Regions from separate parts of the Mus musculus genome. Here region 2 is linked to region 1. Evidence: chromatin contacts called from public Hi-C data. All regions are on one chromosome and are shown on one strand. The core of a region is the stretch at or near the end of the contact, and the rest is flanking DNA. Distances in the headings are between cores, read along the strand shown. Region 1 overlaps Gm46505 (a long non-coding RNA gene). Region 2 holds the start of Emc2 (ER membrane protein complex subunit 2).

The links. A called contact is a pair of places that touch in the nucleus more often than the background predicts.
Region 2: a Hi-C map of the N1E-115 cell line shows a contact between it and region 1, with 1.8 times the contacts expected there. The contact joins the promoter of Emc2 here to the enhancer-like site in region 1. A contact is called at or near these places in 7 of 39 promoter capture datasets (the 3T3-L1 cell line, 3T3-L1-derived adipocytes, the C10 cell line and 4 more), 2 of 484 Hi-C or Micro-C datasets (the N1E-115 cell line and bone marrow-derived macrophages), 3 of 115 datasets of contacts at active chromatin or transcription factors (bone marrow-derived macrophages and stem cell-derived neural progenitor cells) and 1 of 9 other capture datasets (macrophages).

The regions. Positions count from the first base shown.
Region 1 is chr15:42,975,107-42,981,486 of GRCm38.p6, forward strand. All of the region lies in intron 1 of Gm46505 (a long non-coding RNA gene), which reads right to left. Among named protein-coding and RNA genes, the nearest start is that of Gm46505, 5.0 kb to the right of the region's middle. Within about 2 kb of position 3,810, at least 3 of the 459 cell types and tissues checked have an H3K27ac peak or open chromatin away from gene starts, as enhancers often do. A contact at or near this core is called in the N1E-115 cell line, where this site is marked.
Region 2 is chr15:43,473,993-43,480,372 of GRCm38.p6, forward strand. Emc2 (ER membrane protein complex subunit 2) reads left to right here and starts at 3,237. Exons shown (of 11, transcript NM_025736.2): 1 at 3,237-3,333. The coding sequence starts at 3,294. Gm10373 (predicted gene 10373) reads right to left here and starts at 3,044. Exons shown (of 3, transcript NR_046064.1): 1 at 2,976-3,044.

The DNA.
Region 1 (6,380 bases), core at 2,560-5,059:
AATAACTCAAGAGGCCAAAGGAGAGTGTTGTGAGATCTTCACAATGCTAAAGGACAAAAGAAAACAGACAGATGAATGTAATGTGCCTAACAATACCAGCGCTTAAGAGATGTCTGCAGAGATGATGAAGGGTTCAGAGTGCTTGCTACTTGCCTAGAGGACCTAAGTTTGATTCCTAGGATCCAACCTAAGAAGCTTACAACAACCAGTAACTCCAGGAAACTATACACACACACACACACACACACACACACACACACACACACGTGTGCGCACGCACACACACACCTTGTCTTGTCTGGAAATGTCTTTATCTCTCCTTTACTGATTTGTTTTTAAAATATTAATTTCATTCATGTATGTGTGTGTGTGTTTATATATCCTCCACTATGAACATTATAGCTCTTCAAACTGAAAGGGATATTAATAAACAAAGAAAATAAGGTATGAAACACACTCCTCCTGAATTACAATATCCAAACCTGTTTGAAGGCTCCACTATTATAAGTAAGATACACCAGCCATTTGTTTCATAAGACACTAAAGAACAAAACTGCAGTGATACCTACACTGGCTTATGAAGAGACTGAATGTCTGGGAGAAGGGTAGTGGAGCATGAACAATTCCACATGGTGGAGGGAGGGCAGTGTGCAATGTACAGTGTACAGTGTATGTGCAGTTTTCTCATTAGCACGTTATCTAATGTTATCTTCTTTTGGTTCTTATCTTTCTGATTCTATTATCTTGCTACTATTCAAAAATAAATGTTTTTAAAAGCCTTATGGTAACTTCAAAACTCTAAAATATAGCTCCCAAACTAATAATAGATAAAGAATTAAAATGTACTAGTAGGCCCAGGGACATGCTTTCTGATATTGGAATGTGCACACAAAAGCTGGATAATCTACCCAAAGTACAGAAAATAAACTTAAAAATATTCCAATATCTCTTTGCTACAAATAAAACAATCAACAGCATTGGAGAAACAAGCCTCAAATAACACAGCATTGGTATCAATATACAAGAAATTCATAAGCTCAGAAACAAAACCCAAATAATCCAAGTAATGAGTGAGAGGGTATATGTAAGTAGATGTTTCTCAGAAAACACATAACTATGGCCCATGTGTGGGTATATAAAAGACATTCCATAGCTCTAACCACCAGGAATGTCTAAATATAAACTATGAGATACTGCCTCCATCAAGAGTGAGTGTTGTCAAAAGACTAACAATAACCACCTCTGGAGAGGATCTGAAGACAATGAAATGCCTGAACACTGCTGGAAGGAGTATAAATTAAAGTTGTTCTTTGGAAAATAGCATAAAATAAGTCTACCACAAGATCAGAAATCTCATTGCTGTGTGTGTACAGCAAAGATGTGAAATCAATATGTGAAAGAGACATGAACTCAGATGACCATTTCAAAGCTATTTACAACAGCAACAAATGAAAAGATAAATGCGTATGGCTGAGTATTGAATAAAAAGGCTGGCAATGAAAAAGGTATTCAGTCACAGAGATAACAATCTCTTGTCACTTGTGATAATGTGACTAGAACTGAAGCCCATCCCGCTAAGCAGAATAAGCCATGTGCAGGAAGTCAAGTTCCACATTACCTCACACATAGAAGATCTAATGATTTCACAGGAGTTGAGAATGGAGTAGTGGCTTTCAGAGGGTGGGAAGAGGAGAGCTGGTGGGAGACAGGACAAGGCAAGTCTTGACTAGTAGCTAATAGGTTATAGTTAGGAAGGACTAAGAAATAACAAGGTAAATGTAGTGGCCACTAGGAATTACATGACTTTTTCATTTGTATCATTTTTACATATCACATTTTATTCATTAAGCCAGTATATTTTCTTTGACTATAATATGTGGAACATTGTGATGTCAAAATTCAACAGTATGATGTGTGATGGAGAGCTGTGATGTTAACGGAACATAATGATGCCAAATTTTCTTCAGAGGTGGCACAGTAAAGCATTGTGATGTCACAGTGGCTGCATTGTATTGTCACAATTCAATATGAAGGTGTCAAATGCAGCATTATTATATCATAATTCAGTGTAGTGACAAAATTTACCTGTAACTTCAAGCAGAGCCTATCCCACCTATATTCCAAAAAAATCATGTTGTCTTGTTGGTCTTTGTTTTGTTGGTTAACTTTGCATGAATAAAACCTAAGGAAAATATTCTTGTTTGCTATGATTTTATTTCAGTTTCAATCCCATACGCTGGATCTTCACAATAGAGATTAACTAAAAATTTTAAATCTTGCACAAAGGATTTTGAGTGTTTTTTTTTAAACCATAAGGCAATATCAAGTAGATAAATATGCTCACCCTTATTTAAACCTTAATACACACATGTATGGAAACAGTGCACAATAACCTAGTCATATGGCAATCTATTTTTCTTCAAGCACCTAGGAGATAGAGCACCAGGGTGTTTCATTTGGAAGGATGTAAACACATCTCTAATTTCAAGTAATTATCTCATCTGGAAACAAATTGTCTCTAGCTCTAATTTGTATGGGAATTTAAAGTAAGATGATATGATTAAACTAGTGTCATTAGGTGTACATTGATATTTTATTAAAGTGATTATTCTAGCTAGTAACTGCACTTGGGCATGTCACAGTCACCTCCAAATTTAATCCATTCCATTCTCGTGCACTTATCCCAACCCTCAATCTGTTTCTCCTACATCGCTCTTTATTTTAATCACTGACATTGCTGTCCACACAGGCGCTCAAGCAAGAAACTTTGTAGTCAACAGCAACCTCTCTTAATTAGGAAAGTGTGGTGGATAGATCCCTGCTTCTTATTTACTACCGCAAACATATGCCATTATTGACTTCATGTCCGAGTGATTTTGGTGATTACCCACACGTTCTGAAGTTTAACCTTGGAGGACTCATTTCTTCACCAATAAACTCAGAGACACACATGAAATAGACACAAGGGTCTTTAATATTAATAGCTGACAATCTATTAGATGTCAAGGCTTTACATGTAGTTTCCCTATGGGTTGGTTCCCTGTTCCACATGCTTTCAGGTTTCCTGTTTATTCTGTTCGCACTTACTATTCTCAAGGACAACTTTCTGTTTAAGATCTGTCCTTTAGCTTGCGCTGAGAGTCGCGAAGACTAAAACTGGCATATAGAGACTCTTTACTTTTGCCTCATATACAAATCAACTCGGCTTATTTTACTCTCTCCATTGATATCCTACCCTACATCATTCTTGGCGCCCACTGAGACAACTCAAACAGCATCTTTTCCTGTCTCACTGCCTTGCCTTGTTTCTTCCAATCCACAGAGAAGTCACACTGACCTTATATCCCCTCCTTGCACAAAAGGGGTGCTACGTCCTTTTGCAGCTTCACACCTGACCAGCATCTACCACTGTCATCTCAGTACTCAAGCCTTTTGCCTCACACCAGCTCCAGACACACCAGCTTCTTTTCTGATCTTCTCTGTTTTACCACCTCTGCTCATGCTGCTCACGATCTTCTTGCCTCAGATTCTCTAGTGCTTGGATTTCCTGTAGGCACACCACTCCTAGTTCATTAATTTGTTCTGAAAGTCTAAAAATAGCATTGCTATCCTGTTGGTTTATTTTTACTTAAAATCAAGTCTCCTGCCATGCAGCTTAATCATATATTTTGTCAAAGTATTTGACATCCCAGAAGATGTTCTTACACACACTAAAAATTCTGACTCTTCCATAGGCATATACCCAAAGCCAATCAGTAGAAGCTCCTGGGTCCCTTGTGGATTATTGCAAACTCATTATGTAGAAATTGCAATAACAAAGACATTGACCCTAAAGTGCCCAGGAAAGTGGCATACTTCCATTTGTGTCTTGCAGCCTCTCTGGGCTCTGCCTATAATGCAATCATGTTTACATAAGGATTAGTTCTAGTGACAAGTGTCTGGGTTTTCATTTAGGGCTGAACAGGACTCACTCCACCACAAAGAACCACTGGATCATAGAGAGTGTGTTCTTTTAATTTTCTTCCATAAACAGACAAAAATTGAAATCAGCTGTCAGCAAAGTCCAAATTAAAGAGCTGAGCATCAGAGTCACCACTGAATCGAGATCAGTTTTTAGGCTGGAGTAGTGGGGGTTTAGATTTTTGAATTTCCAATAAAAATATATTGTTAGGTACAAAGTGAAGATTTCATTTTAACTGGGGTTTAAATACACTGTGCATTGTTTGCTTTTCAAAAATTGAATTTAGCTTGAAACTAATATCATTCAAAAAAAAACAGACCTTCCCTTGCTTAAATGTTGTACATGATCTCAAAGCATAATGCAATAAATGTGCAATTCCTCACCATCCCTAATATGATTATAGCGGATACAGCTCCGTCTGCTCAGCTTGCAGGCTGTGACTCTCCTTGATGTGGCTCAGAATAAACTGCTAATGCTTCTAATGATTTCAATGATTACTCTAATTCTGTCCTAGCAGGGTTTTCTTTCTTTCATTGTTTCACAGTGACATTGATGCTGAGAACATGTCCATCCGCTATGACAATACTTTGCAACTGTGATTAGAATGTAAGCAAAATGTTCAGCTTGGAACTTCAGATAATTCAATAAATAGGATACAAATTATTCATGTCTATTAAGGTAAACGTAGACATCTGTGGTTATGTGCAATGCTGGGTAATTAGGTTATCATAGGCATGAATGTAATTAGGGGACAATGTGGCATGGTAGGGAAAGCAATCCTAGTTGTAAGTCAGATCAGGATCTGAATTGTGACATACCTTCCCAAGAGTGCAGTATTAATGTTTTTGAATTTTAATTCTATTTTTAAAATAGGTACATTAATATTTCATATGGTTGTTTTAAATGTGTAATTTGATCGTGTACATTACATGCTTACCATGAAGACATGCCTATTGAAAGTTCTCAACTATACAATTGTTCTAACAATTTCACCAGTTAAACTCAGCAACAGATTGTTCAGTTTGCTATGTGTCCAGCTCTAAGAGCTACAAAAAAACAGTATGAAATAATGTTCATGGCTTGAAAGTCTAGTTGTTAGCTTTAATTTTGGCAACTCTAGTTCCTGAAACAAGCAATTTGTTACAAGTTGGGAAAGGCCTGCATAGAGAGGAAGGAAGATGAGAGCTATAAGGGGCTAGAGAAGAAGAGAACAATGTAGCAGGATATCTGATCATACTGTGAACCTCCAGATTGTACACTGGAAAAATCTCTAGGTGTGGTGTGGCTCAGCCCTAGAACACACCTTTAATCAAAGAGCTTATTGTAAAGAAGATTGAATAAAGTCAACCATACGTCAAGAGGCAGAGCAAATAATCAGTTGACATAGGGATGGGGAAAGGAAGCACAAAATGTGAGAGGAAATCAGGAGAACAGATAATGAGATGCACAGGAAGTAGAAAGGAGGGACATTTGGCTTGGAGGGTTTTAAAGGGAGTATGGAAAAGAACTGTTGTTGTTGTTGTTGGTGGTGGTGGTGGTGGTGGTGGTGGTGGTGGTTTGGTTTGGTTTGGTTTGGTTTGGTTTGGTTTGGTTTGGTTTGGTTTGGTTCGGTTTGGTTTGGTTTGGGTATTTTCCCCTTCTGGGTTGAAGAAGGTTAGCTCGTTTTTTTCTCTGCCTCTCTGGACTAACAGGCTTTCATCAAAGCATCCTGAGTCTTCATTTGGTAAAACCAAATGTTTGGGATTTCGTTTTAAAAACAGCAATAATGATTAAATATAACTAATACTGTATTTTATTAAAAGACATGTGAATGCGTTCCTTCTCATGCTATCTTGTTGTGCAATGAACATCTTTATTTTGTGGTGACATGAGATGAGACCATGCTTGAGTTTCATAACCTCATCAAAAAGAGCCACTAGCTGGGGCCCAAGTGTTTAAGTTCATAAGCTTATGGGAGAGATATTTCATTGAAACCACCATAGACCAGCGGTGTCTTTAAGAGTTTCAAGTGTATTAGCTAATCACTTTACAAAGTTTACCTTTCACGCACTGCATCCAAAGTCACCTTTCATAAGCACAAATCTATTAACCTATTTATTTAAAGTATTTTTCTTAGAGTAAAATCTAGTTGATATTTTTCCATTTTAAATTGGCTAGAGTTTGAACATAGGACTTTAAACATGCTAGTCAAGTACTCTACCACTGATTTACAACACTAGCTCTAAGATATAGTTTCTTTACCATGACCTACATAGTCCTTCACACACCCTCTGCCCAACCTTTTAACCACATCTTCCTCGATCACACTTGCTTGCCTTATCTGTCTACCACCCTCAACTCATTCCTAGCTCAACACGTTTGTCCTTTTCTCTCCCATCGTCTTAGATCTTCTCTTGAGAAGACTGTCTCAGCACATAGC
Region 2 (6,380 bases), core at 1,987-4,486, 500 kb after region 1:
GTTTTTGACATCTTCTGTTCATACATTCAAAAAATCATTGACCTTGACTGACTCATACATCATTTTTGTTTTCACCTCTTCATACATGATATTTTATCTCCAATACCATCCATTCAGTTGGTGAGGATGTCCACTTAACTTTTTACTTGACCTATTTTTTGGAATGCTTAGTAGTGTTTTGCTACTTTTATTTTCATGGTCACCTTTTCTTTTTTTATAATTTATTTTTTTAATTAGGTATTTTCTTCATTTACATTTCAAATGCTATCCCAAAAGTCCCCCAGACCCTCCTCCACTCCCCACTCCCCTACTCACCCACTCCCACTTCTTGGCCCTGGAGTTCCCCTGTACTGAGGCATATAAAGTTTTCAAGACCAATGGGTCTCTCTTTCCAATGATGGCCAACTAGGCCATCTTCTGATACATATGCAGCTAGAGGCATGAGCTCTGGGGGGTACTGGTTAGTTCATATTGTTGTTCCACCTATAGAGTTACAGACCCCTTTAGCTCTTTGGGTATTTCTCTAGCTCCTCCATTGGGGGCCCTGTGATCCATCCAATAGCTGACTGTGAGCATCCACTTCTGTGTTTGCTAGGCCCCGGCATAGTCTCACAAGAGACAGCTATATCTGGGTCCTTTCAGCAAAATCTTGCTAGTGTATGCAATGGTGTCAGTGTTTGGTGGCTGATTATGGGATAAATCCCCGGATATGGCAGTCTCTAGATGGTCCATCCTTTCATCTCAGCTCCAAACTTTGTCTCTGTAACTCCTTCCATGGGCATTTTGTTCCCAATTCTAAGAAGGGGCAAAGTGTCCACGCTTTGGTCTTCGTTCTTGAATTTCATGTGTTTTGCAGATTGTATCTTGTATCTTGGGTATTCTAAGTTTCTGGGCTAATATCCATTTATCAGTGAGTGCATATCATTTGAGTTCTTTTGTGATTAGGTTACCTCACTCAGGATGATGCCCTCCAGGTCCATCCATTTGCCTAGGAATTTCATAAATTCATTCTTTTTAATAGCTGAGTAGTACTCCATTGTGTAAATGTACCACATTTTCTGTATCCATTCCTCTGTTGAGGGATATCTGGGTTCTTTCCAGCTTCTGGCTATTATAAATAAGGCTGCTATGAACACAGTGGAGCATGTGTCCTTCTTATCAGTTGGAACATCCTTTGGATATATGCCCAGGAGAGGTATTGCGGGATCCTCCAGTAGTACTATGTCCAATTTTCTGAGGAACCGCCAGACTGATTTCCAGAGTGGTTGTACAAGCTTGCAATCCCACCAACAATGGAGGAATGTTCCTCTTTCTTCACATTCTTGCCAGCATCTGCTGTCACTTGAATTTTTGATCTTAGCCATTCTGACTGGTGTGAGGTGGAATCTCAGGGTTGTTTTGATTTGCTTTTCCCTGATGACTAAGGATGCTGAACATTTTTTTCAGGTGCTTCTCAGCCATTCGGTATTCCTCAGGTAAGAATTCTTTGTTTAGCTCTGAGCCCCATTTTTTAATGGGGTTATTTGTTTTTTTGGAGTCCGACCTATTTTTTTTTTTACTTCCATTATCATTCTGGTTTTATTTTTTCCAGTATTTTATCTCCTTATTAAATTATTTCAACAACATACATGAACTTCCTTATTTCATTTTGCTGTCTGTATTCTCTGTGATAATTCTTGAGTCCATTGTGAGTTGTTGTGCCATATTTAAAATGATTTTTAAAATTCTGTATATGAACTTCTATGTTAATCATTTTTGCTGGAGGCCATTTGAATGAGGTTGGTAATTTTTGGCGGTATCAAGTTGTCTTAAATTTTCATGCTTCTTAGGTTTATCTCCTGGGATATGACTATTAGGGGGTCAAATTGTTGCTTAAGACTGGAGGTCAGCTGTGGTGCAGTGCTATGTTAGATTGGTGTTCCAGGTACCAGGCTCTATCTTTTGACTGCTGCTGAGGGTTGAGTTTGAATATTTCCTGTTTGCAACTATTCAGTAACTAACCCATTTTTCATAACAGTAGATAATAACTGAATACAAAATGAGTATAAAATGGATGCTTTTTAAATATTAGTTCTTGAAGTGGTGAGTCAATGGCACTGTGTATACTGATAGTATGGGTGGAAGGGAGGCAAAAGGGTCACAACTGCAGTGTGACTAGCAATAAGTATTGGGCTGTTATACTGGAAGTAGAGGAGATTGGCCCACATAGGATTTTAAATAATTGAGTAAAAGCAAAAATGGGGGGGGGCGTGTGGGACATTTGGTTAATGATAGACTAAAATGAAGAGGTAAGTTTAAAGTAGGTCTGCATTTGAGCTTTCAGAAATGGAAAAGTAAGAGGAATGGGTATAAGAAAAGAGAAAGAGGAAAAGGAGAGATAGAGGTAGACATAGAGATAGATAGATATAGATAAATAGAGAAGGATGGAGGAAAAGCAAAAAAGAGAAAGAAACAGTATGGGATAATATTTACACTGCTCCGTTTTATCAGAGCATTGGTATGAATTTGACTGAAGCATTTAATATTGTTTTGAATGAAATATTTTTTTAAGTCTGCTTAGTCTGAGGAGAAACTTTTTTGTTTATATGGAGATTTTAGTCAACAATAGTATCACATCATATATTTGATATTTTGGTAAAAGCTATTACCTTCCAACATGGTAACTATTAGAAGAGATAGATAAGTTAATTAATTGTAGTAATAATCTCAAATCATTACCCTATACACCATATATATATATATATATGTATATATATATATATATACATATATATATACATATATATATATATATTCTTTTGTCAATGATACTTCATTAAGGCTGAGGTATCATTGAGGACTGTGAAAGAATTGAATGAGTCTAGCTAAAGGAAAATAAAAAAACCTGGAGCGGCAGACACTAAAGACATTACATTTGATAAAATCGCAGGAAAAGTAGATAGTTATCTAAAGTTGCAGTAAAAGTAGAAAGTTACCTCAGCCCAAGTACCTCAGCCTCAGCTGTCTGTCACAGACTCCTTCCTCAGCAGCTCCCTCAGCTCCCCGCTGGCCCCGCCCCGCCTCGCCCCGCCCTCCGGCCCCGCCTCTCCGGCTTCTTCCCACTAGTCTGGCCACTCAGACCTCTCTGGCTCCGCCCTCTCTCCTCTTGAGTGGTTTACAAATGAGAGGAAGATTCCGCCCACTCCCCGCTATCGACCAATAAAAACTGGCTTCGTCATTTGCCACTTCCCGGTCGCGGGTGAAGTGCTGCGTCTCCCCGCCCTCTCTCCTCGCCGACTCCGGGTTCTAGGAAGATGGCGAAGGTCACTGAGCGTTACGATGTGACTTGGGAAGGTAATTTTGGGCGGGGAGGGTGCAGGAAGACCCAAAGCCCTGGGAAATGGTTTAGAATTACCCAGAATCCCCGGAGAGATTCGTACCCGGTTGTGTCCTCCGTCGGGCAGCTCTCCCTGAACTGCCCGAACCGAGTGGACACTGGGGCTGGTTCCTTCCTGGGCCCGGCCACAATCTGCGGCGTACCAGTGTCGCGATTGCTGGCCCGTACACCGATCCACCTGCCTCTCTGCGCACCGGTTTTGTCATCTACTGTTTAGGAGGCAGGAGGGACGCGGAGCTGCGGCTGTCACACAGCATGTGGTTTCTGGGAGGCGAGGAGGCGGGATCAATGTGTTGAAGCGAAGAGATAGTCCAATGGGATCTGTTTCTTCAACATGCACTTTCCATGGGTTTAGAAAGTCTCCCCTTTTAACTTCCTTGGCCAGTCCTATTTAAAGCACACACAATGTAGCTTCCTACTTACTTTCTGCCAACTAATTCATTTTCTGAAGGAGATTGTAACTGGTTAAATTGGAGGTATGTGTTCACATGTGATAGTCTTATCCTGTCTGATTGACCAAGAGTGGAGAATCTTTAAATAAAATATTTAAATCTTGGATCAGTTCTGTATGAGCTGTTATCTCTTTCAAAAAACGTTGGTGGGAGTCATGCTTAAGAAAATAAATGGGTGTTTTTAAAAGCATGAGATTTCTGTCCATATTCCCAGCAGTTGGCACAGTACAGTGTACTTCAGTAGCTAGTTTGCCCATTGAATACTTTTGTGGGATCTTTAACATGTAGAGTGAAATTTACATGAATTGTTTGAATGCAAATAAATCTCAAATAGTATAAGAAGGAAAAGATTTTATATTGAATAAAAAATGTAAGTCCTAGTTCTTTATGTCATATAAGACAAATGTTCAAAGAGTTTACAGTTTAATGGAACAACAGACCTGTCAATTCATTTTTAAAAGGTTCATGTCAACACATACCCTTCCACTGTAAAGTAGATAGGTTAGTAGGTGTTCCTTTCAATGCTTTTAAACATGTTATAAATACCTTAAGATTGTTGAAAAGTGATATTTTTAAGGTATGTGAAGGATAGCTTTTAAAATCTGTTAATGTGTACAAATCAAGGACAAAGATTATGTTACTGTTGGCAAGCAAAATGATTCTGCGTAGCTTCATGCTGTCCTGTGGGCATTCTAAGGTATAGCGATATAACTAGATTTGGAATAGTGACTGCTGTGTAATTTGTTGAGCAATGAAAGAAGAAATTATTTTTAAAGTGGTCAGTTAGCTTCTAACCTGAGAGAAAAGATTTTGTTGTTGGTTGATAGTTTTTTTTGTTTGTTTGGTTTTTGTTTTTCGAGACAGAGTTTCTCTGTATAGCCCTGGCTGCCACTCTGTAGTCCAGGCTGGCCTTGAACTCAGAAATCCACCTGCCTCTGCCTCCCAAGTGCTGGGATTATTATGTCATTCTGCTGAATGATCTGGCTCTAGATGGCATCTAGCTGGAGCCACTGCCTGTCCCAACTCTGAGCTGGCTCAGCTTGTCTTTCCTAGATTGCCTAAATTGGCATATACTTGTCTTCGTGGTTGGCACAAGTGATTCTTTCCATCAACAGAGTTCTCCCCTCATAGCCTCACTCTTAAATGTTAGTCTCTCAGAATCGTGCTCAAAAGTTACAGGTTGCAGTACCCTTAAGCACGCATCTTCTCACCCCTGCCACCATATTTACAAGAGAAGTAAAGAGGAAAAAACACGAAAATGAAAATCTCAAGCAACTGAATGGAACAAAACCTCCTGGACTATGTGCTTTCTTTCTATTGAAGCACTTGCTTGCTTGTTTTACCTCAAATTTTTTTCTCTGTTAGAATGAAAGAAACTAGGCCTACTTTGCTCACTTTTATGTAACTAGTGCTTGGCACAGCGAAGAAACTATTTACTAATTGACTGAATTATTCAAAGTGTTTACAACCAACACTAATAAGTTGTCCATGCTTTTTCTAGCTTTCTGGCCACTATCTTATGTGAACCTGGGCACCCCAGTGACTAGAACACAGTTTCCTTATTTTGTAAAATGAAGGCTTAATTTTCCTGAAAACCTGTTTTATGAGAATATGGATGGTTGATGAGATGACACTCAGATGGAGTTTTGTTTGGATATGGAGGACAGAGTCAGCTGTATCCTTAGGACCTCCATTAGCATCAGAAATGGATCCAAAGAACACAATAGAGTGTGTATGTGTGGGGTGTCTGTGTGTGTGCATATATATGTCTCTTTGTGTGGTGTTTGTTACATGTCATACATGAGAGTGTGGGTGTGCATAGGCACAAAGATGCCAGGAGAGGGAGTTATATATCTTGCTGTACACTCTTTATTTGAGGCGGGGTTTATCACTAAACCTGAAGCCAGGCTAGAAGACTGCAAACGCCAGTGAGCAATATCTCCTCCCCTGACCTCTTTCCTAGTGCTGGGGTTAGAGCCAAGCAGGGCTCTTTATGTTTTGCAAGGGATTCAACTCAGGATCTTATGGTTGCAAAACATGGACTCTTACCCAACAAGAGCTCTTAACCACTGAGCATCTCTCCAGACCCTGTAATTTTTGTAATAGGAATGCATATAAAAGACTTTAGTAAGTTTAACACTCTTTTAAGTCTCAAATAGATGATATAAACAAATAAAATGTTCATTTCGTAAGCCAGTTGAAAACATTTGTTAAGTAGAATATTTAGAATTTAGACTTGTAAGGAAAGTAGTCAAGTTTCTTGAGAATATATATTTAGGCATGGCTGGATAGGGTGCCTTGTGCAGAGCCTAGCATAATAGATGTGAAATGAGTTTTTAAAATACTGTAGAAAATTTTGTTTGTATTCCTCCCTTTTTACTTCATACCTTAAGAAGCCACAATTTTGACAGTTCATGGATGCAGTTTCCCTCTCATATCTAGAAGACATAGTCTCATAGCTGACATTATGGTTTGCTGACTCTCAACTTTTCGGCCACATTTTTGTGATTTTCTCTGAGATTGAGGTATAGGCACTGCATTGTATAAGTATC